Regions from separate parts of the Sus scrofa genome. Here region 1 is linked to region 2. The links are chromatin contacts, called in public Hi-C maps. All regions are on one chromosome and are shown on one strand. Each heading gives the region's core, a stretch centred on a gene start, on an enhancer-like site or on the middle of the called end of the contact. The rest is flanking DNA. Distances are from core to core; before and after follow the strand shown. Region 1 holds the start of FSD2 (fibronectin type III and SPRY domain-containing protein 2). Region 2 holds the start of HOMER2 (homer protein homolog 2).

Region 1 (5,513 bases), core at 168-2,667, 140 kb after region 2:
TTTTGGAGTGATTTTTCTGGAGAGATCTGTTGTTGCACTGTGGGGAGGGTTGGAACCCCATCCCCGATCTGTGAGCCCAGTGGAGCCATCTTCAAAGGGACACTTCAGGGAGCTTGCTCTATTTCCTGCAGGTGGGCGCATGGTGGCCTGAGAGGAGAGGATTGGCTGCTTCAGTGGCAGAGCCAAGGGAAGTGGCTGCATTGGCATCACCTGCATCCCAGAGTTTACTAGGACCTAGGATGCCGTCTGCTTCCCAAGCTCGAGATGTGGGCCAGCAGGAAGACAGAGCCAGCAAGGAGCCACCTAGATTCAGCCTAAGAGAATGAGCTGCATGGGTGAGGAGACTTCATTTGAGAAATCTTGGAGGTGGCTCACCAGGGCCTGGAGGAGGAGTGCAGGGAACCGCCTAGAATAGAGGGACGTGGAAACTCCATGGGAAAGGGCTCCATAATGGGAAACCCCAGAGGTGTATACAAGCTTAGAGGGATAAACAAAGCTCTAAGCATCTGCCTGCCACAAAGGGCTAGAAGCTAGCATCGTCTGTGGCACCAGCACACATAGGAGTTGTCTTATCACCTTAACGCCTCCTGCCTGTGGCAGACAAGCCAGAGCTCAGGGAGAAAGTGTGGGAAGAAGAGCGCCACCTCATCCCTCGTTTTTCAGGGCAGACTTCCAGCTCCAGAGGCCTAAGCTGGGAAGGGGAGAAGGTTTCAATGCTGGCTAAGCTAAATTTGACTTTTTAGTGAATGTACTGGACTGGACTGTATTACCAAATGGAGACTATGCCTTCAAGTGTGTTACCTAAGAGGGAGCAGAAGGTCATGGGTCTGCTGAATTTTTTTTTTTTTTAATCTTTTGAGGGCCCACCCATGGCATATGGAGGTTCCCAGGCTAGGGATTGAAGTGGAGCTGCAGCCGCCGGTCCACACCACAGCCACAGCAACGCCAGATCTGAGCTGAATCTGCAACCCACACCACATCCCATGGCAAGGTTGGATCCCCCACTCACTGAGTGAGGTCAGGGATTGAACCGGTGTCCCCATGGATACCAGTTTCTGCTGAGCCACAAGGGGAACTCCAGTCTGCTGGATTTTTCTCCAGAGAGGGGAGTAATTCCTGCCCCTCAGGCCAGGTGGAAGGTGCACAGCATTTGGCCTCTCAGAGTCCATTCTCTTGTGTGGCCTGCAGCTGCCCTCCCAACCTCACAGTGACAGCCCCCTGCCCTCTACACATGCCCAGCCACCTGAGTCCCTGGGTAGAGCCACAGCACTCAAATCCCCACAGTAAATGAAGTAACATTTATTACATGTGACCTACCCTGGTGACACTTGAGCAGTAAGCAGTGGCAGGTCTATATTTGGGCTTCCACTCAGGCAGGCCTGTTGCTATTTGCAGCCAGAGCCAGCTCGTGTTACCCCTGCCTTTGCTGCCCCACTTGTAGGACTCTGGGGTAGAACAGGCAGGGGCAGCCTGCCGGGCGTACAGAGGTCACCCAGAGGGAAAGCCTGCTGACCGTGGATGCAGTTTTCTAGTAGTTACCCGGAGCCTCCGAGTTAAAAGAAAAATGTATGGATCCTTAAATTAGCAGGCAAGTTTTTGAAGAGTTGTTATTTTTCTAATGCAAATTAATACTATTAGAAACTCAGTAATGGAGTGCTACAATGCCTTTCCTTTAGATGGGAAGAGAGATCATCTGAAATTGCAGGTGTACATTGCAATAAACAGTGTGACTATTTCCTGTGCCTTCTTGCAGCCAGGGTTCAGCTTTACTGAATGTGGGGTTGGTACAGGGTATGAAAGCCTCAGATGCAGACAGAAAGGCTGGCGATTTTTGCAACCAGTAGAATGCGTCTTTAGGGTATTTTTGGTGCGGGTTCCCATTTGTTAGAATGGTTTGAAACTCTAAATGTTGATGTCATTTGACTATGGTATTCGGTTGATAAATACCTTTTATTTCAATCTGCATGTGCGTGCTGACAAATCATAATTTTATGCTTTGATTCAAATACTGAAAAACAGCATCAACATCATTTTTCACTTGTTATGCACACCCTGTCCTCCCATAGAAAGTTTTTAGGTGTGAACTGTGCTGATTTGAACCATTTTGTAAAACCATACAGCTAACAGTTTAAAGCAAGTTTCTAGCTCTGGCTCCAAAATTGCCAGGGGCTACATGGGTGAGCTCCTAAAATTATGTACAAAATTATGTTTGTGCCTTTCTGGGCTCACTTTTGGAAAGAGAATTCACAGCTTTCAGTAGATTCTCAGAGGTACCCACGACCCATTAAAAGTTAAAAAATGTATTTTTTATTTTTTTATTTTTTGCTTTTTAGGGTCACACCTGCTGCATGTGAAAGTTCCCAGGCTAGGGGTAGAATCAGAGCTGCAGCTGCCGGCCTACACCACAGCCACAGACACGCAGGATCTGAGCCATGTCTATGACCTACACAGCAGCTCACGGCAACGCCGGACCCTCGACCCACTGAGCAAGGCCAGGGATTGACCCTGAGTCCTCATGGATACTAGTTGGGTTTGTTACTGCTGAGCCACAATGGGAACCTCCAGAGACTTTTCTAATTAAAGCATACTTCCCATATAAGACTTGAGCAGAAGTCTTTATTTTTTTAACTGCAGATCAATGGCATAGAGTAGAAGCTATCCATCATATTCTTTATATATCTTTATATTCTTTACTATGATTTATTACTATATTTCTCTAAGCCTCAGTTTTATCATTTATAAAATGACAATTTACTGTTAATGTTCCTTTCTCCCCCAATTCTGAATATTTTGTTAAGGGTTTGGATGTTGAGGGGGAAAGTGAGTGTCACCTCTGCGGTGTGTTGCTAAGTCCTCCTTTGCTGCCAAGCTCCCAGACTGATTTGTGTCAGTGTATTCACAGGGCAGATGCCAGCATGGAAGAACTTGTTCTTATCATTATCTGTGCTCCGTGTTTTCCAGTCTTCTTGCTTGTTCAACAGTTCAATTTAGTGTTTCACATTCCGGCCATTGGTTGAAAGAATTTATCAGGATGATTTATTGGTAATACAGAATTCTGGGGTTCTCCCTTTTGGTAGCACGTGGAAATGTGTTATTTCTTTTTAGCTGGGCTGCTCCTTGGTCTGGTGTGGCTTCATGGAAAAATGGGTCCAGATCCAGCTCTTTACCTGCCTGGGTTTGTCCAGCATTCAGCACAGGGCTGGATACAGAGTAGCCCCGGATCAATCCGTGTTAAATCATATCGGCCATAATAACCCCTTTATCTTCACAAGAACTCAGTTTCGCCATCCTAGAGTCAGGAAACTGAATTAGATGCTTTCCAAGGGGCCCTCCATTCTTAGAATTGCACATCTCTGCCTAGGCCCCTTGAGCTTTGGCTGTTAGGTGGGGTGACCTCATAGCCAGGGCCTGTGCTCTGCTGCCTTCTGCCCTTTTCAGCTGTTTTCAAGGGACAAAATGATCCCACAGTGGCCATGGGAGTTTCCACACTGCTGTGGTCATTTTGAATTTTCACTTTCTGACCCTGGCCCTCCCACTCCATGAGTGACCGGAGGGAGACTTCTAGCATGGTCCAGGTGGGAGAAACTGAGGTCCTGGTAATAATAATAATAATAATAATAATAATAACAATAACTCATTTGCCTGGGGTCTCCTCTTCACCAGAAGTCATGTCTTGTCCATTGTGCCTCTGGCACCCAGGGCAGTCCTGTTCTCTTGAATCCACCTGAACCCCCACCTCTCCAGGCCCATGAACAGCCGGTGCCAATGCAATGAACAATGCCCAGCACCACAGCCCTGGCACGTGGTGGGGTCACCTGGAGTCACAGAAAGACCTCAGGCTTCCCCAGGTGATCTCTGTGCAGATGCAGACTTCCCAGGTCACTCGTGTTGCCTGACACTGAGCTGGATCAGGACTTCTGAGTCTCTGGCCTGACCAGGTGGGGCCTGTAACACTCCTGGAGCAGAGACAGTAGCCAGCAGCCAGGAGTGAAGATGGGAATTACTCCGAAGCTCAGGAGACCTGCTGCTGCTGCTGCTGCTGCTGCTGGCCTGAGAGAGGCCCCTGGAATCATGACCGTCTTTTTTTCCAGATCTAATTGCCTTCCACCCCATACCCCTCCCCCACCTCCGTGATGCCACGCCAAAGCACATGTTAGTGTAAGTCATTGTTTCTATGCAATGGAGTTATTCTTTTCCCACCAGCTTTCTTGAGATGTAATTGACCAAAAGAGAAAAAAAAAAAAAACCTGTAAGATTAGGGTGCACAATGCGATGATGAGATGCACATATGTATTGTGCAATGATTACCACAATAAAGTTACTTACAGCCCCATCACCTCACACAATGAATGACCTTTGGGTTATGCGTATAGTGAGAACATTTAAGAGCTACTCTCTTAGCTACTCTCAAGGGCATAATATAGGGTTCTTAACTATCATCATCATGCTGTATGTATAGATCCCCAGAACTTACTCATCACATAACTAGAAGTCGTTATCCTTTGGCCATCATCTCCCCATTTCCCTCAATCCCCGGTCCCTGGAAACTACCAATTTATTCTCTGTTTCTATGAGTTCAGCTTTTTCAGATTCCACACCTAAGGGAGATCACACAGCGTTTGCCTTTCTCTGACTCATCTCACCTAGCATGATGCTCTCAAAGTCCATCTATGTTGTTGGAAATGGCAGGATTTATTTCTTTTATGACCAAATGGTATTCCATTATGTCTGTGTTTCCTTATCTGTTCCATCCATTGAGAGACATGTCTTGGCTGTTGTGAATAATGCTGCAATGAACATAGGAATGCACGTATCTCTTCAAGATAATGATTTCATTTCCTTTAGGTATATACCCCAGAAGTGGGATTGTTGGATCATCTGACAATTCTGTTTATAATTTTTTTTTTCTTTTTAGGGCTGCACCTACAGTATATGGAAGTTTCCAGGCTAGGGGTAGATGGGAGTCAAAGCTTCTGGCCTATACCACAACCATAGCCACAACAACGCCAGATCCAAGCCGTATCTGCGACCTACACCACAGCTCATGGCAGTGCCAGATCTTTTTTTTTTTATGATTTTTATTTTTTCCATTATAGCTGGTTTACAGTGTTCTCTCAGTTTTCTACTGTACAGCAAAATGACCCAGTCACACATACATATATACATTCTTTTTCTCACATTATCCTCCATCATGCTCCATCATAAAGTGACTAGATATAGTTCCCAGTGCTGTACAGCAGGATCTCAGTGCTTATAATTCCAAAGGCTATAGTTGGCATCTATTAACCCCAGATTCCCAGTCTATCACATTCCTTCCTCCTCCCTTTCCCCCTTGGCAACCATAAGTCTGTTCTCCAATGCCAGATCTTTTAACCCAATGGATGAGGCCAGGGATCAACCCCGCATCCTCATGGATAACAGTCAGGCTTGTTGCCACTAAGCCACATCAGGAACTTCCTATTTATGATTTTTTGAGGAATCGCCATAATGTTTTCTGTAGTGGCTACATGAGT
Region 2 (4,992 bases), core at 695-3,194:
CCCCCCACAGTAATGGCAGCCCAGAATTGGAGGAAAGCAGGACATCCATTTCCAAATCCTGTCTCATCTCCCCTTTCCTCTCCCCATAGGGAAGGCTTTGCCCAGAGCGACAGCCACTTTAATCACAGAGGATTTAATCTCGCGTGGGCTCAAGCCTCTAGCATTGGCCTGCTTTCTGCTGACTGCGTGAAGCAGCCCAAGTGATTCACCAGCCCCGCCTGTTTGGCCTCCCTACATCTTCCCAAGGTAACTTGGGCGGGCCCTTTCCATCCATGGAGCAAAAGGAAACTCCCATACATGGTTAGGGACACTGCTTGGCCCAACTGCGCTGTGACTCTCTCGCCTGGTACTCCTACTCCAGCTGAGCTGGCTTCTGCCCTTTATTCTCCTTCTGCTGGCTTCTCCCTTTGATGCTGCCAGGAACCCCCACCCCCACCCCTAACTGGCTTCACCTGGTCTTTGGAATTCAGCTAAGTTTCCTCCAGGACCAAATGCTTATCCAGTCCTGGCTCTATAAACAGATTCATCTGTGCTTACAGACCCTGACCAATTCAGAGTATCCGTGGCCTGGCCTATTGGCTAATTCATTCATTCAACAGATGCTTATGGAGGACTTTCCGCCACAATTCTAGGCATTGGAGATACAATGATGGGTAAAAATGGCTTCTTAGAGTGTGCACATGTGCCTGAGAGACTACAGTAAAGTAATAATTTCACAAATATAGGTTACAAACAGTTAAGTGCAATGAAGAGAAAGTACAAGAGTTCACAGTCTTGTCTGGGGCATGCAGTAAAGGTTCCACAAGGAAGTGACAGTTTAACAGAGATCTGAAAATGAGTAGAAATTTACTAGGCAAGGGAGGTGGGGTGTCAGAGACAAGAGAGGAAAAAATCTTCCCAGGCTGAGGGAACAGCATGGGCTGAAGAGAGGGCGGCCAGATGGCGAAAAAGCAAAGGGCAAGAATGAGGGAGAAATGGCTGGAGAGGGCGATGAGGCACGACAGGCAAGGCTTTGGAGGCATGTCTGTATCTTGTCTTCATCCCAAAGACAGTGGGAGGGAAACCACTGCAGGATTTTAAGAAAAGCGATATGATCAGATTTGTAATTGAGAAAAATACACATAGGGGTTGCTAGCCCCACGAGGAGACCTTGAGGGTTAAGGCCAAGTTGGGGTCCCAGGAGAGATGAGGGTAAGGTTGGAGTGGTAGTCCTGCTCCATAGGCTTGTTCCTTGACTTTTTTTTTTTTTAACTGTCCCGAGTTAAAAAAAAATACTGCCCAGGCTCAGGTGAGCAGTATATTCTCAGCAGAAAATGATCCCGTGAAAGGCCCAGAAAGAGGATGAAGGTTAGGTTAGTCCCATTGCTGGCCTTTAGGAGGGGATCAGGACCTGATGTGCAGAAAGGGGATTAAGAGACTGCTCTTCTTTAAGCTCCACTTTTGCCATCTCCATTTCCCTTGTTCTAAGCCAAGGTGATTAAGCCACCTGAAAAGCGATTACCCTCTAGTTGGGAACCTCTATCCTATCTTTACCCAGAGAAGAACCCAGAACACCTGCTGTGGGTGTAGGATCTCCCTGCCACGATGGTTTCCAGAATTTCTTGGCGGGGGTACCCTGAACCACCCACACCTGGCAATGGACAGCAAAATATAACTGGGCTTCAAGGACCGACAGGGGGCCCTGCCAATCTCAGATTCTGAAGACCTTGAGCTCAGATCTGAATGTGTGACCTTGGGCAAATCGCTTCTTCTCTTGGGGGCATCCTTCCCGCATCTGCAAACTAAGCGTCGCCCCAGGCCCACGCCCCCTCCCCCCGCAGCTGCGAGCCGGACTCAGTCCCACAGGCCGGATGCTCGCTTGAGGCGCGGCGCCAAGCCCCCAGGTGGGCAAGGGGCGGGGGCGCGCCAATGACCAAACCTAAACGTAAAGGGGCTGCCCCAGAGGCGCGCACGACCCAGCAGGGGCGCCGAGGGACCACGCGCACACGGCCGCGCCCCCCGCCCCTAGGCTGGGCGCCGCGGCCCGGGGGCCACGAGGTTACGTAAGGAGCTGGGCGGGGGGAGCGGGGCGGGGCGGGCGCCGCCCGAGCGCGGCCGCCCAGCCCCCGGCGGCCCAGCCCCCGCCCGCCCGCGCCTGGTGGCGGCGGCGGCGGCGGCGGCAGCGGCAGCCGCGCAGCCCCGCGGAATGGAGCGGCGCCGGGGCTAAGCCGGGCGCGCACGGGCCGCCGCATGTGCCGCGCCGGGAGCGGCTGCAGAGCGGGCGGAGAGCGAGCGCGAGAGGCCCCGTCGGAGCGGCCGCCGGAGCAGCGCCGGAGATGGGGTGAGTGAGCCCGCGCCGCGCGCGCCCCGCGCGCAGCCCCAGAGGGGCTGCGGGGCCGCGGATCGCGTCTCCCCGCTCGGAGCCCAGCGAGCCGGCGGGCCCTTGCGCCCCGAGCCGGGAGCCTGAAGTCGGGGCGCAGCCGGCTCCGGAGAGCCTGGGGCCGCCCGACCCCGCGCCCTCTGCCCGGGCTCGCGGGCACGGGGCAGGGACACGTTGGCCTGAGCGCGGACTTTCAGCCCCGCACCCGTGGCCTTTCTCCTCCGAAGCAGCCCAGCCGCTGGGGCACCGGGCGGGGACAGGCACCCTGGCCGGCCTCGGTGCTTCGGCCATTCCGCGGTCCCCTTGCTCCGGACGCGATCAACTCCAGGGCCTGTGTTTGGGAGTCCAAGAAGCAGTTTGTCTTTCTCTACAATTGGGTTTATTACAAACAAAATGGAAATCGAAGTTTTCCTGGAAAGGGAACAAACCACGTAATAATAATCTCAGCGTAGGAATAGTGGACTTTGAGTCTGCTTTGAGATGGCTGAGGATGATGGAAGTCTGCGAGGAGTCAAGGTAAGGCTTCAGTCTTTGAAACAACTGAGTAGATGCTCAGAGAAGTTGAAGTACTCTGTCGAAGTGACTAATGCTTCTGAGTATATAAAGTAATTTAAAAAGCAGGATTGATTTCTCCTTGGCGTCTCTCTGAGCAGTAGGTGCTGTGAGTCAGGGAGCCGCGGTGCTAATAACACAATTAACTCCTTACATCTGCTTCCTGATGTGAGCGCATATTGATGATGCGCTGTGCATATTCAGGGAATGGTTGTTCTGCCCATTTCACAGGTGCGGAAACCGAGGCCTGAAGTGGTTGGGTACCTTCTCCCAGGCTGGGCAACTGATGAGGGTTTGAGCCCATCGGCAGCCTGACAGTGGGCGTGGGGGTGGGGCTGGGTGAGTGAACCAGAGTCCCTGAATTTCTCTGTGCCCTGCCGCTGAGCTTAGTGCCCTTCAGACAGACCTTCTTGTGACCCAAAGACTTCTGCTGGGTGAGTCTAGAGAGCTTGCTTTGCTGTGTGGCATTGGTGAGGAGTGGAAAGGGGAAAAAAAGATTGTCCTGGTGGCCTGCCATGGGTCAGTGGCTTTATTGTCCTTACTCCAGATAAGTTTCTGAGGTCCCTTTACTTACCCAGTGAATCTTATCTGTGGGGTCTGTAAAGTGTTTGGAGGAACCAGAGGCAGACCAAGAGGAATTCTGAGAAGGGAAGTGTGAGAACTCCAGGCCAACATGGACAGATCATGGGGGACAGAGAGGGGCCAGGAGATTTGCTTAAGGCATTGGTGCCAGCCCAGTTTTCACATGTACAGAAGCTGTGAGCGATTTTACCAGAGGCGCACCCTGGCTGGGAAGCAGTTTTTCTGTAACATTTCCAGTGACCTGTTAGTTGTCTATGAAAGGGCTGCTCTTTGTACAGTAGGAGCCTTTGAGAGTCTCAGATTTCCTATTTAAAAAAAAAAAAAAATGTATGGGAAGAAAGAGTTGGCAAATGTAGGTCTCAAGATGGAAGATAAAAGGAATTTGGTAATTTTAACGGTCTCTGAACCCCTCCCCCCAGCCAAAGCAGCCCAACACACTTGCATGATCAAAAAACAAATATTGAAACTCTGTGGTTGAGATCAAATAGTTCTGTGGAAATGAAAATGTTTACTCATAAAAGCTTAAAGAAAATGTCAGAAAATAATTTTTGTTTGTAGAGAGGGAGGGAGGAGTAGCTTGGGGATTTTGTTTAAACACAGAATATGTCTTTCATGTAATTTTAACATCATCCGATAAATGTCTGTTACTCACTCTTGTAAGAAAGCGCTGGTTTGTAACTCCTACCTACTTCTGCCATTTTAAATATATCTACCTCTTCTATAATTTATGTGAACGTACAAACCATAGCTGTAAATTGAGATGGAGCTAAGGGCTGGATAAGCCTTTCAGACAGAGGAGGGTGGAGGGAGCCATATTAACCGAAAATAGAACCAATGTCATCCTTTCCGAGAGTTGAGTAGGATGGAGGGGGATGAACCAAAAAGGGCAGCCAGTAGGAAACCTTGCAGCTTTGTCATTGCTCTACTGTGTAGACATGACCAAGACTTAAGAGAAAAAAAAAAAAAAAAACAAAACTCCAAATTTCTCTCTTCCCCACTTAAGATGCTTTTCCCCATTCAGATGTTCACTGCTATTTCCCGCTTCTGGGAAGTCATTTGCATTTAGTGTGTGGTTTCCCGGGTAAGCTTGTGCTCTCCCTCCCCAGGGAAGCGGTTTCATACCTGCTCCCCTCCTCAGACTTCTCTCTCCTCAGCACACACATGTTCATTGACAAAATATAGCCACAGACCAAGGAAAAATCTTTGCTCCCTGCCACGCCTGCAGTCCCGCGTGCCGCTGCCCCTGTGCTTTCCTTCCCACCTGTTGTCCCTCCAGAGGCTCGCCCCTCCTGGGGGACTGTCCATCTCATCCCTCTTGCAGGGCGCATTTCTCACTATTCCGTCTCCCTCTCTGTCCAAGGTCTTTCCCATCAGTGTGCAAACATGCTTTCGTTCCGTGCTGTCCAGTCGAACTTTCCACACTGATGAGCATGTTCTGTGTCTGCACGGTCCAAGACGGCTGCCACCAACCACACTGGAAATGTGGCTGGCGTGCCGAA

Evidence for each region. Hi-C and Micro-C count contacts between places; a contact is called where the count stands out from the background.
Region 1: a contact with region 2 is called in a Hi-C map of skeletal muscle, with 4 times the contacts expected there. The contact joins the promoter of FSD2 here to the promoter of HOMER2 in region 2. A contact is called at or near these places in 1 of 47 Hi-C or Micro-C datasets (skeletal muscle) and 1 of 2 datasets of contacts at active chromatin or transcription factors (skeletal muscle).

Annotation. Positions count from the first base shown.
Region 1 is chr7:52,143,054-52,148,566 of Sscrofa11.1, forward strand. It overlaps FSD2 (fibronectin type III and SPRY domain-containing protein 2), which reads left to right and starts at 1,418. Exons shown (of 13, transcript XM_021098895.1): 1 at 1,418-1,588.
Region 2 is chr7:51,999,309-52,004,300 of Sscrofa11.1, forward strand. HOMER2 (homer protein homolog 2) reads left to right here and starts at 1,945. Exons shown (of 9, transcript XM_001927296.5): 1 at 1,945-2,320. The coding sequence starts at 2,316.